Linked DNA regions of Mus musculus: region 1 is linked to region 2. A link is a contact called in public HiChIP or PLAC-seq data. All regions are on one chromosome and are shown on one strand. The core of a region is the stretch at or near the end of the contact, and the rest is flanking DNA. Distances in the headings are between cores, read along the strand shown.

Evidence for each region. HiChIP or PLAC-seq counts read pairs in DNA pulled down with a chosen protein or histone mark.
Region 1: a contact with region 2 is called in a FOXA1 HiChIP or PLAC-seq map of pancreatic cancer cells. The contact joins the enhancer-like site here to the promoter of Hey1 in region 2. A contact is called at or near these places in 1 of 39 promoter capture datasets (pre-B cells) and 5 of 115 datasets of contacts at active chromatin or transcription factors (astrocytes, bone marrow-derived macrophages, embryonic forebrain and 2 more).

Annotation. Positions count from the first base shown.
Region 1 is chr3:9,493,413-9,499,363 of GRCm38.p6, forward strand. The region is part of intron 2 of Zfp704 (zinc finger protein 704); the gene reads right to left. Among named protein-coding and RNA genes, the nearest start is that of C030034L19Rik, 93 kb to the left of the region's middle. Within about 2 kb of position 4,214, at least 17 of the 459 cell types and tissues checked have an H3K27ac peak or open chromatin away from gene starts, as enhancers often do. A contact at or near this core is called in pancreatic cancer cells, where this site is marked.
Region 2 is chr3:8,663,820-8,669,642 of GRCm38.p6, forward strand. Hey1 (hairy/enhancer-of-split related with YRPW motif 1) reads right to left here and starts at 3,219. Exons shown (of 5, transcript NM_010423.2): 1 at 2,963-3,219; 2 at 2,683-2,758; 3 at 2,453-2,536; 4 at 2,126-2,207; 5 at 1-1,245. The coding sequence starts at 3,051. The coding sequence ends at 677. It overlaps LOC115489673, which reads right to left. Exons shown (of 2, transcript XM_030252957.1): 1 at 3,405-5,823; 2 at 3,105-3,259. The coding sequence starts at 4,067. The coding sequence ends at 3,119.

The DNA of each region.
Region 1 (5,951 bases), core at 2,964-5,463, 830 kb after region 2:
ATATTTTGCTCAACAACAACAAAAATCTATTATAATTGCCTTTCTATTCTGCTAGTTGCCTCCCACAGAAGTCAGGCTTAATATTCATCAGCTGAACGGATTCCACAGAAACAATAGTGATTTCTAAAATGAAAAGAATAATGGATGAACACTGGTTTTATTTCATGGCTGTAAAAATCAAAACTCTGACTCACCAAATTAAATTACTCATTAAGATCTAAGTGAAACAACTGTACTCTGCATTCAGGTACTGAGGCTGCCAGACAGAGATGAGGTGATGTTGCAAAGAGATCATTCGATCCCTGTGCCACCCCACTGGGCAGAAGCAGCAGATATAGCTAGGATCACTCGTTTTTAAGAGAGAAGCCATGCGTATGGAGCTCAATACAGATTGTCTGTTCTCTCCTTTGACCATGTGGGTTCTGGGACTCAAACTCAGGTCATCAGGCTGAGCAACAAGTACCTTACTACTGAATCAGCTCACACACTCTGGGATCACTAGTAATGTCTTAAGCCTACACAAGATGAGTATTAACACTCTTCTCTCCCTTGTTCCCAGCTAGAGGACCTGGGGTGGATGTTTTCACAGTTCCCGAAAGTCACCATCTTATTCTTTTTCTCACTCAAGACTGACTTGTGATGGGAGCTGTACTGCCTAGTTTTGTGTCAACTTGACACAGCTGGAGTTATCACAGAGAAAGGAGCTTCAGTTGGGGAAATGCCTCCATGAGATACAGCTGTAAGGCATTTTCTCAATTAGTGATCAAGGCGGAAAGGCCCCTTGTGGGTGGGACCATCCCTGGGCTGGTAGTCTTGGATTCTATAAGAGAGCAGGCTGAGCAAGCCAGGGGAAGCAAGCCAGTAAAGAACATCCCTCCATGGCCTCTGCATCAGCTCCTGCTTTCTGACCTGCTTGAGTTCCAGTCCTGACTTCCTTCCTTGGTGATGAACAGCAGTATGGAAGTGTAAGCTGAATAAACCCTTTCCTCCCCAACTTGCTTCTTGGTCATGATGTTTGTGCAGGAATAGAAACCCTGACTAAGACAGGAGCCTTCGAATGAGATGTTCTGAGGCAGCATTCTCAGCAATGACTGCACACACGGGTTAACTTGCTGTTAGAATCTGAGTGCGTGCTTTGAACCTCCCCGGACTGTACTTTGCCATTTCTGCTTTAATGACATGGAGTAACAGAGGGGAGTGAGGCCCACAGAAGTGTGGGACCAGGTGCTCCCAGATCTACCATCCAGTGTCTGGCCTGTAAGATTGTTGAGTCTTTATCACTAGTCAAAGCTATCATCTGTATGGCAAGACACCTACCAGGTGAGACCCGTTAAGTATGAGTCTTTGGGACTGAGCTGGGTCATTGAGGTTTTAAAAGCTCCCCAGAGTTTCTGACTGGAACTACTCTAAGTGACCCTGACCAGACTGGGAAGGGGCTCTCTGTGAGGTCCACTTCCATGCTTCACTATTGCTGCTGTGGTGAGGAGTATTAGGCCATGTCATGCCACCTGGTGTAAGTCTAAGTACAGAAAGAAGGGCTTTAAGGTCCTGGTGCTCTCCTGAGCAGAGATCGCTCTCCCTCTCGCTCTCGCTCTTCCTCTCGCTCTCCCTCTCTCTCTCTCAAGTGCCTGTGCTCAAATGCACCTTTTTCTCATTATGAGGGTTCAAGGCAGCAGGAACCATGCAAAGAAATGGATGCCTAGGAAAGGAACCTTAGTCACTCAAAAAGACATCTTCCTTGAGCTGCACATAGTGCAGGCAACATCCAGGAAGACCCCCTTCTTTCCTAAAACTTACAGCAGAGTGCCCAGGAACCTATGGTCTCAGGTTCAGATACGACCAATGGGCAGAGTGTTTGCATACATGTCAAACATATGCCCCAGAGACATCTTCCAAAGTGATTGGAGATATTTGCTCATTTATTCATAGTCTAGCAATTTCAAACCAAACAGCCAGATTTGGGGCACTGGTCTCTATTTTCTATCCTTGGGATACAGAATATTCCCAGAGTCTGAAATAACAACTCAGGAATCTGTTCACGCTGTGTTTATCAGCCTTAATGTACCAGAGTGGCTTAATTTTAGCTTCCACATGGAAGATGTGTGACGGCAGAACTGTCCCTAAGTGACAACTGGCAAGATCAGTTACTAGCTCTCCATCAGCAGCATCTGCTCATTTGGTTCATCTGCCTTAGTGAAAACTAAGAAAGGCCAATGAATATACTGCTTAAACGTTATCACACAAAGTACTCCGTTTCTGAACTGCAAGGACACTCTGGACTCCTAAAATCGTGCCGGTATTTAAAGCCTTTCTGACACATTAGCTAATGGAGAAGGTTCTTAGCAGGGAAGCCTGTGCCGGAACTGTTTAGAGTTCAATGACATCTATGTACCATTCTGCAGTTGTTGCGAGAACTCGCTCAGCTCTGCAAGGCTGCTTTATGACACAGGAGGAATACACACACACACACACGTGCAAGTCTCACAAGATTTCTCTACACATTTATGTCTAGTGTGAAAGATTTCTCCTAGGCACCAAGGGCACAGTGAACAGGGTCCCACTTGTGAGAGTTCTCCTGAGCAGGGTGAAGGGAACAGAATGTTCACACTGCACAAGGCTGGAGTAAGGTTTAGGCTTCCCACTTGTGCTATAACTCAACTTTATCAACTATAACTGAAAACAGGGATGCCCACTTCTTTGGCCATCATCGCCTGACAACGTACTCAGTTTCCCTGTGCTCTCCTCTTTCCTCTTTGCTAACCTGAACTGTCTTTTACATTTTCCCTGCTTCCTGTGGTCCTTTTTTCAGTGAGGCCTTCCTACTGCAATAGCTAATGGTTGCCTAGACACCTTTTTGCTTCCTAATGTTTTACCTCTTAACCCTTCAAGCTGTCTCTTCTGAGACAGTGCTAAGACTCCATTTTCATCATTTCTAAGCCAGAAGTCTTCGATGACTCTATATTACCAAAGAAATGAAGTCTAACCCTGAGTGTAGCATACAAAGGTGTTCACAAACTGTTTCCTCTCATTTGCCAGTGGGGTTTTGTGTGTATGTACATTTTCTATGATAGTGTCAAAGCATTGGACAAACTCTCAAACTGCTAGCATGGTCCTTCCTGGCCTTTGCTTTCATCTTCCAAAGATCCCTAGTTTGAGGCCCTCAGTCACTCAAACCCTAAGGGGACCTTCCATTACCTCATGAAAGTACCATTTGCTCTAATGGAAACAAAACCTCAGCTTGTTTTATTTTGGTCATTCAAGGTTATCTCAAATCCCATGTTCCCCACAAGCTACCAGATTGTCCCATCAGAAAGGATGAATGTCTATATTACACCTCCCAACACTTGGAGGTCTGGTGATATCACTAGCGTCTCGCTCTGTGTCCATGACCATCATCAGTTGGAATTTCAGCGTCTGAGGATCATTCTTACCATGCAGCCATTGCCCTTGACAGTTTAAATTGATCTAATCACTGAACCTAGGTATCTGCCACCAGGCAGCAGCTGTTCTGTGTTCAGTTCAGGCCGTGGGGAACACAGCAGTTGTGTTTGTCTGTCCTGCATTTCTGTACCATTATGAGAGAACACACACTCACTTGATCCCAGGCACATGCCACTCATATGACAGAAACCTGAACCCAGCCTCCTATAGACCTGCCAGGTCCAGCCTAGATCAGCTGACCTATAGCTAGCCTGCATGAGAATGAAGGGGACACACAAGTCTTGTTTTAATTCACTAAGTTTGGGGCGTTGAGTCCGAGCACTACTGTGCACACGGCTAACCAGTGGAAGCTCGTGCAGTTTTGTGCTGGAGCTTCCAGGGCTTCCCTTGCACATGACTAGTTTGCTTCGCCAACTGTAAGTTACTGGTGGGTAGAGACACACTGTTTACATCTTTGTCCTGCAGTAACTCAGTACCTTCTTGCATGGCATGAACACAGTATGTATTTTTGCTGGTTGTAATTAGGTAATAATTGACTGAGGTGTAAAATCCCCAGTGGGAGTCATTAGTCAGTGATGGCATGATTATCCACGTCTACTTCCTGTGCTTCCTGCCAGGGCCTCGACGTGGGCTGACAAGCTTCCTGAAAAGCTTCCAGGAAAATCAAAGTAACAATAACCATGGAGTACTGCGCAAATAACTATTAGTCACTAGGCTGATAATGGCAGGCTATGCTTTTCAAATGTGACACAGGTCAATTAACCAAAAGGAGCTAGGACAAAAGTGTTTTCTTCTGGTGAACAGCAGGGTTGGGGCTTGTCACGCAGGGTCGGGGGATTCCTGTTCCCACCTATCTTTCTAAAGAGTATTTTCTGCGTTGCTACCGCGGATCTCAGCTACTTAGTTGTTGTTTAACAGGGTTTGTCAATGGGTTCTTAGGAGACGAGTTGGGAGTTGTGGCTGGCAAGTTACTAAGCAATGAGAAAGAAGAGGGTCCACTCCAACCTGCATCTGCTCGCCATCTGTGGTCTGGTCTCACATAACTAACGGTATAACCTCAGGACATCACGTAACTTACCTGAAATGGAAAGACCTGGGGTTGATGGACGCAGAGCTTACGTGATAGTCCATGCAGTTCATATACCGTTTTTACAGGAATGGTGGGAAGAAAGCCAAGGGCTTTAAAGATAACCATTGAGCCAAGTCAGAGTCACTGTTTATGGGAAATTCATACATAACCCTGTCATGTGTGTGTGTGTGTGTGTGTGTGTGTGTGTGTGTGTGTATGTGCACACATATGCACAGGTGTGCTGAGCTCCTGATGCCCCTCCCTCTACCTCCCAAGCCCCGAGATTAGAGATATGTGGCGCCATGCCTGGATGCCTTCTGCAATTTTATTTACAAATTTAGCAACAGCACTTTAAGTGTACAGAACAGCTGGAAGACAAGAACAAGGCGCCAAGGGGCAGAAGGGGCAGGTGCATGGGGAGGGGGCTGTCGTTACAGGAGACACTGTCAGGAGAGGAACCAGAAAGCTCTATCAGAAAGGCTGCCTTCTGAATGACCCTGTGTGCCACACAATGCTATGACGCCATCCTAAACATTCAACAATTAAAGAGGCAGTGTCATTTGCAGAGGGTGTGAATACAGTTTCATAGCACTAACACCTGTCTTTCTGGGAGCTTGCTGTTAATTCTGATCATAGCAGTTGTGGCTACATCTGGAGCCTTACAGAAGTATCCCTTTAAGAATAAAGAAATATATTTCTAAAAATTAAATTAAGTGTTTACACTTAAACAAAGATAACTCTTGGCAATGACATAGTAATCATTTTTTCTAGAAAAAGTTCCAAAATTGTGATTTTTCAATCTGTAAGTGTAAGATAAAAATAAGTTAACAAATATACCAAGAAACAAGTCAATGAATTATCATCTTGTTTATATAAAATCTGTTGATTTAAATAAGATTTTAAACTTATGTTCGTACAAAAAGAACATTAAATACCAGCCGTCTAAAGTATAGATATAAAACTACTGGTTAAAAATGAACATCATTATTGCTTATTCAAGCTTTTTGCTTTAAAACAATCATTCAAATAAGCAATGACAAAAGCAAATTAGCAATTTTATATAAATAAAAGCATATTTTAATCAGTTTGACAATCAGCTCTGAAAAAAACAAAAATTCAAATGATAAAAGTTTAAGCACCGAGGAATATTTTCTGTGATTATTTTGAAAAAAGTCATTAAAAGACAGTTCGAGCAACTGGAAATGTTTGAAGATGGAAGAAAACAGTAGATAATAATTTGACCCCATTTTAGTATCTGTGGAGTTATTGGATGATAGTAGGAACCCATTTCAATGGCTTATCATAAAAGGTGACAGTGTAGATTCATTTCGGTGCTAGAGAATCATCAGAACAGAAAATACTGAGCAGGCAATGGTAGTCCACACCTTCAATCTCGGCACTCGGGGGTGCGGAGGGCAGAGGGCAGAGGCAAAGACAGGAG
Region 2 (5,823 bases), core at 1,969-4,468:
AATATCAGAAGAGAAAAGCCAAGCAGGCCACAGTAGCTGGTCATCTGGATTCAGGGCACAGACACCTTTCTCCCTTCACCTCACTGCTCTGAGAGGCAGAGAGAGAGCCAGTGCTCTCCAGTAAAGCTGCGCATCTGATTTGTCAACGCTTTGTTTGCAAATATAATGCTTTGCTGACCCTCCCTCCCCAAAGAATACCACTTATACAACACCTCGGTCCATCAAAGTAGTAACAAAATCGTGTTAACATTGAGCATAGTGGCGTGCGAAATTAATCCTCAAAAGATTACAACTTATACACACCAGGAAACAGACCCCAAACACTAATGTTAAGATTCCCCACGCTGAGGCAAACGGAATCATTCTCAGACAGACAGGTTTACAAAATAAATGAGGCACAGAACAAACAACGGATCAAAGTGTTGGTTCGTAATCACTACCTCAATTGAATCTTTTAAACAAAAATTAACAACTAATTTTTTAAAACTGCTAATGCATGACATGATAAAAAATTAAAGAGAAAAGTAAACCAACAAACTTTTAGTCTTTAGAAAAAAATTATCTGAAAATGTACCTTTTTCCTGACTTACTGGCGACTTTAGGGTGGTGTTGACAACCGTCCCAACACACCTGGGATTTTAAGCTTTCCCCTCCCTTGTTCTACAGCATCAGTTCTTTAGAAAGCTCCGATCTCTGTCCCCCAAGGTCTATAGGGCTTGCCAAGGTTTGCTGCCTGCGTGGGTGTCGAAGGGCTCAGTAGGTGGAAGGAGCTGAAGGAAAAGGGGAAGGCTGAGAGCGAGGCCACAGAGGAGAGCAGCGGTGGAGACAGTTTGGAGGCCGAGGTCACCACGGGAAGCACCGGTCCCAAGCCGCCACTAGGGGGCGCTCGCAAGGCCGGCGCCTCCGGATGGGCAGAAGCCAGCCTGCCCTGGTGATGCGGCTCCGTGGGTGACGCCGCGGTGCCAGCGTTCCCGTGGCCATTCTGGGGCAGCAGCAGAGGGTGTGCGATGTGTGGGTGATGTCCGAAGGCACTTCCCCAGGGAATGTGTCCGAGGCCACCGTGAGCGCCGCTCGCGGCTTCCCGCTGGGATGCGTAGTTGTTGAGATGGGAGACCAGGCGAACGCGAAGCGGGTCGGAGGCATCGAGTCCTTCAATGATGCTCAGATAACGGGCAACTTCGGCCAGGCATTCCCGAAACCCCAAACTCCGATAGTCCATAGCCAGGGCGTGCGCGTCAAAATAACCTGTGCACAAAAACAAAGGAAAACCTTCAAGGCTCTGCTCATTTCCTGAATTTCTTCCACTCCAAAGTTCTTCCTGGCAACTCCATACAGGATTACAGCACAGATCATGGGTCCTGGAAGCTCAAATATTTTGAAGCTGACCAAAATCTTTGCATTAATCAACAGTATATGTTTGCTAATGCAAGTTCAAAGCCCAATTAGAAGCTGCTGAGCAGAAATTGGAATTATACCCTACCAGCAGATGAAACTATGTTCCCTCCTTTAATGTTTTCCCTCAACAACAACAAAAAATACATCAAGGACAGAGAAACCACAGAGCAGTGAAATTCATTAGACACACAGATGTAAGTTATCATCGTGGAGCTTTTAGGCACTTGGTCCTTGGTGAAGAATCTGGTGGCTGGAGACAGACACGGGCTTCAGTCTCTCACCCCGTTAGATTTTTTTTTCCTCTCTATTTAGCCCCAACATGTCTCTTTCCTCCAAATTCTTTTGGCAGTTCGTTTTCTAAATCTGTATATAAAATTCCGACTATCTAGTTGTTCTTTTTAATAAGCCATTTCCCAATCCTTTCTTAAATAGCAACAGACAAACATGAGTGACTTGACCTAAATCAGGGCTGTCACAACCGGAGGAGCTCCGGGAGACAGGCGCTTGCTGAAAGGTGCATTAGCTCAGTTGAAAGAGGATTGGGGTGATGTATTCACTGCTCAAGAACCCATGTGCTGTTGAAGGTGCACTTGGCTGGCAAGCACATACTGCTCTCCCCACCCCACAAAGCAAAGCAGGCAGGGACTGCACCAATCCCAGACTGCGCTTGCTACCACCCCCACCCCCCACGCCGAGCACGCAAAGCCCCAGCTGAACTGGAGAGGAATACCTTTCCCTCCTGCAGTGTGCAGCATTTTCAGGTGATCCACAGTCATCTGCAAGATCTCAGCTTTTTCTAGCTTAGCAGATCCCTAAAAAGAAGACAAAAGGCTTATCTGACACAAGTGCCTTTGGAGAACTTAAAATATGCACACAAATATACATACATGTAAAATACAAACGTAAAAAAAAAAGCAAAAGTCACGTATATCCACAAAATCTGTGGGAATTTGTGTAAGAACATCCAACGACTTGGCACAAATGAGGTTAGAAGCACGGAGGGGAGGGAATCAGAAGGTGCCGATGGCTACACTCAGCGCTCTCATACTTCCATTACCTGCTTCTCAAAGGCACTGGGTACCAGCCTTCTCAGCTCAGACAAACTGTTATTGATTCGGTCTCGTCGGCGCTTCTCGATGATCTATGGGAAGCAGACAAAAACAAAGGAGGGCATTTACGTTATGACTGTACATTCCAACGAGAAGAAATGTGGTTCTTTCCGTTAGTTAATTAATTAATATAACAATGTGCATATATATTTAAATTATTGGGGGGGGGGGTACTCACGCCTCTCCGTCTTTTCCTGGCCAAAACCTGGGACGATGTCGTTGGGGACATGGAACACAGCGCCGAACTCAAGTTTCTGTAAGATGGGAAGCAATTGCCTTGAGAAAGGAAAGGAGAGCCCTCCTACACCAGATTTCTTTGGCAACTTGAGCTGGAGGGCTCGGGGACGATTGCTCCCAGCCAGCAGCTGCCGGCCCACGACTCCCGGCAAAGGGAACCCAGCATCAGCGCACCCCATCCTCTCCTCCCGCTCCGGATCGGTCGGACGCCGCCAACTCACCCATTCTCGTCCGCGCTCTCCTTTTCCACCTCGATGGTCTCGTCCAGCTCACTATCTGAGGAGCTGTAGTCTGGGTGAGCTCTCTTCATGGTGGCGGAGCGTGGGCTCCGAGGAGGGTCGCGCGGCGGGCAAGGAGGAGTTAACTGCAGTGGCCGCTCAGCGCTCGGCTGCGGGAGGTGCGTGCACACTGATCCCACTCACGCTCAGTCTCCGGTTAAAACTCAACCATCCCTTTCCCACGCTGCGCCCCTTCCCATGGATAGGGGGAGGGCGGGGAAGGCGGAGAGGTTGGGGCAGGGGCGGGGCCACGGCTCCCGGGTAACCGCGTGCCCCGGCCAATTGGCGCCTCGCTGCGCAGATTGGCAGCCGCATGGGGGCGGGACGAGCGGAGGCCGAGGCTGGCTGCTCCCCGCCCCCGGAGCCCGCCCCTGCCCGGCGGCAGTGCGTCGGCTCCGCAGGAGTTCGGCTGGGGGCCGCGGGCGGCGGTGGGCCGGCGGCGGGCAGAAATGGGGGGCCGGCCCGGGACACCAGCCCGGCGATAGCCACCGCCCCGCCCAGCCCCACCCCGCGCGCCCGGATTGGCCTGGCCGTGTGCCAGGGCCGCGCCTGCAGCGCCGCCGGTGAGCCGCACGCGCCGCGGGCCGTGGGAAAGTGCCGGCGCCCCGGCCGCCAGCCAATCCGGACGGACGGCGACGGCGGCGGCGACGGTGGCGGCGGCGGCGGCGGCTGCTCTGGGCGGCTGCTCTGGGCGGCTGCATGAATGGAGAAGAATAGCCAGGCGGGGGAGCCGGGCTGCACGAGGGCGCGCCTGCCGGGCTCCTGGTGTGAACCTGTAATCGGAGTCCGGGCGCCGGCGGGCCCCGGAAGCCACCGCCCGCGTCCCGTTCTCTGCACTGCTGCCGGTGCCCCGCGGCTGGAGGCGGGCGTAGTTGGCGGGTCCTACAGGAACAGTCGCCTGGGGCGCCGCTCCTTTGGATGGTGGCCACCAGCTCTGGGAGCAGAGCCTGAGAGACTCAAGGGATGCTGCTTTTTGGGTTCTAGGAGCCTCTAAAGCTAATCCTGCAAGGCTTCTCAGCTTTGGGACGAAATGCATGCCCCTATGCATGTCATTTCCGGGGAAGTAGAGCGCTTGTTTTCTGGGTTAGCTTGAGGGAGGAGTAGCTATCCCCCGAGACATTCATTATGTTGGGATTTTTGCTGTTGTTTTGTTTTGTTTTTGTCCTCCCTTCCCCCTAGTGTTGGCGGCCAGATCCTCTTAGCAGGCGACAGGGTGGCGGCCTGGGTGTTTGCTTCTGAGGCTGTGCGATCATCTGTGCGAGGATGCACGTTTCTGGCCCGCATCGCGCGCGCGCGGACACACACACACACCCGTTGGTCTCAGTTGGGAGGGGCGTTTGGGGTGCTATATGAAGTTCTGCACACCGCTCTCCCCTCTCCCCCACCAAGAAGGGCGACTTTAAAAAAATAGTTTAAATCTTATGGATTGTTTCCCTAGTTCAGCGTTCACAGAAGTAGACAACCTGGAGAAAGCCCAGTCTTTATCCTGCCCCACTCTTGGAGCCTGCAATCCCGTCTATGAAGCAAAACTTCATAACCGTTGAGAAGAATAAAAGAAACTCAACACCTTTGCAAGCAATTCTGTTTCTAGACATGATGGGTTCCATAAATGCAGACTAAACCGAGTTCCCAGGTCCAGTTCTCCATCCACACACTTTAGACCACATCCTGGGTCCTTTTAAAGTTCTCATTGCACTTCACCCTACTGTTCAGAGCCTCAGCCCTCACAGCTCCTCTGAAAAGGTGAGGTCCCTCCATCTTGGCTTTGTTTTTTCCTAGTGCACATATCCCACCACACAGCTTAGGAGTGGTCAAGCCAAGGCTCACTGCCTGCTTCCCTCTCCATGTTCACAGCTCGCTTCGCTCCTGTCACAAGCTGGAAGCTCACCTCCAGACCCCTCTCTTCATCCATCTTCTCCATCTTCAGAGCCTCATATCACCTGCCTCCCTTGACGCCATCCCATGTTTCCCCCTAAAGTGACGGAGCACCCTGCACCTGAACCAGCATGACCTCTACTGCATAGCTTTTAAGTTTTCTGGGTCAGTGGCACCTACAGTAAGGTCTTGTTTGCTTTAGCCAATGTTGGCCGTTGTGCAGAGAAAGAAACTAGCAGCAGATTGGCTGGTAAAAAGAAACGGTTTACATTGAGGGTGCTTGGTTTTAGATACCAATATTCCTCAAATTTACTGTGGAAAATGAGGCTATCCTGGTGGGCATGTGGTACTGTGTGCCTCTAATCATAGAACTTGCAAAGTAGAGGCAAAATTTCATGAGTTCCAGTCCAGTCTATGCACATAGGTTCTCCTGAATTGTATGTATAGCAAGACCTTGTACAAAACAAATGCTAGAACTCTGGGACCCAACACTTGTTTAGCACTAAAAAAAGAATACCAATGCTTATCTGTCTGTCCATCTCTTTCTGACCGTCTACCCAGTACTTCCAAAGTGTCTTCTGCATGCCTGGCACAATGCCGGCACCTGAGAGATAAAGGTGACAAGAGGTGATAAGCTCCACACTGTCTCTGAACTCACAGCCTCGGGAGACAACACACAATAAGCTGATACATAAGTGGGGTAGCTATAGAAGTCCGCGGGAGACAATACACAATAAGCTGATACACAAATGGGGTAGCCATAGGTGTCCCGAAGCCTAGTGGCACCTTCTGATAAGGAGAAGGGAGAGAATGGGAACACTTTTATGAGGTCTGGGGACGTTTTCAGAGCTGACCCTGAGTGTTAGATGGAGATGTAATCGGAGGCCAGGAAGGAAGGGGTGGTGACGGCTTCCCTTGGGTAGTGGGGT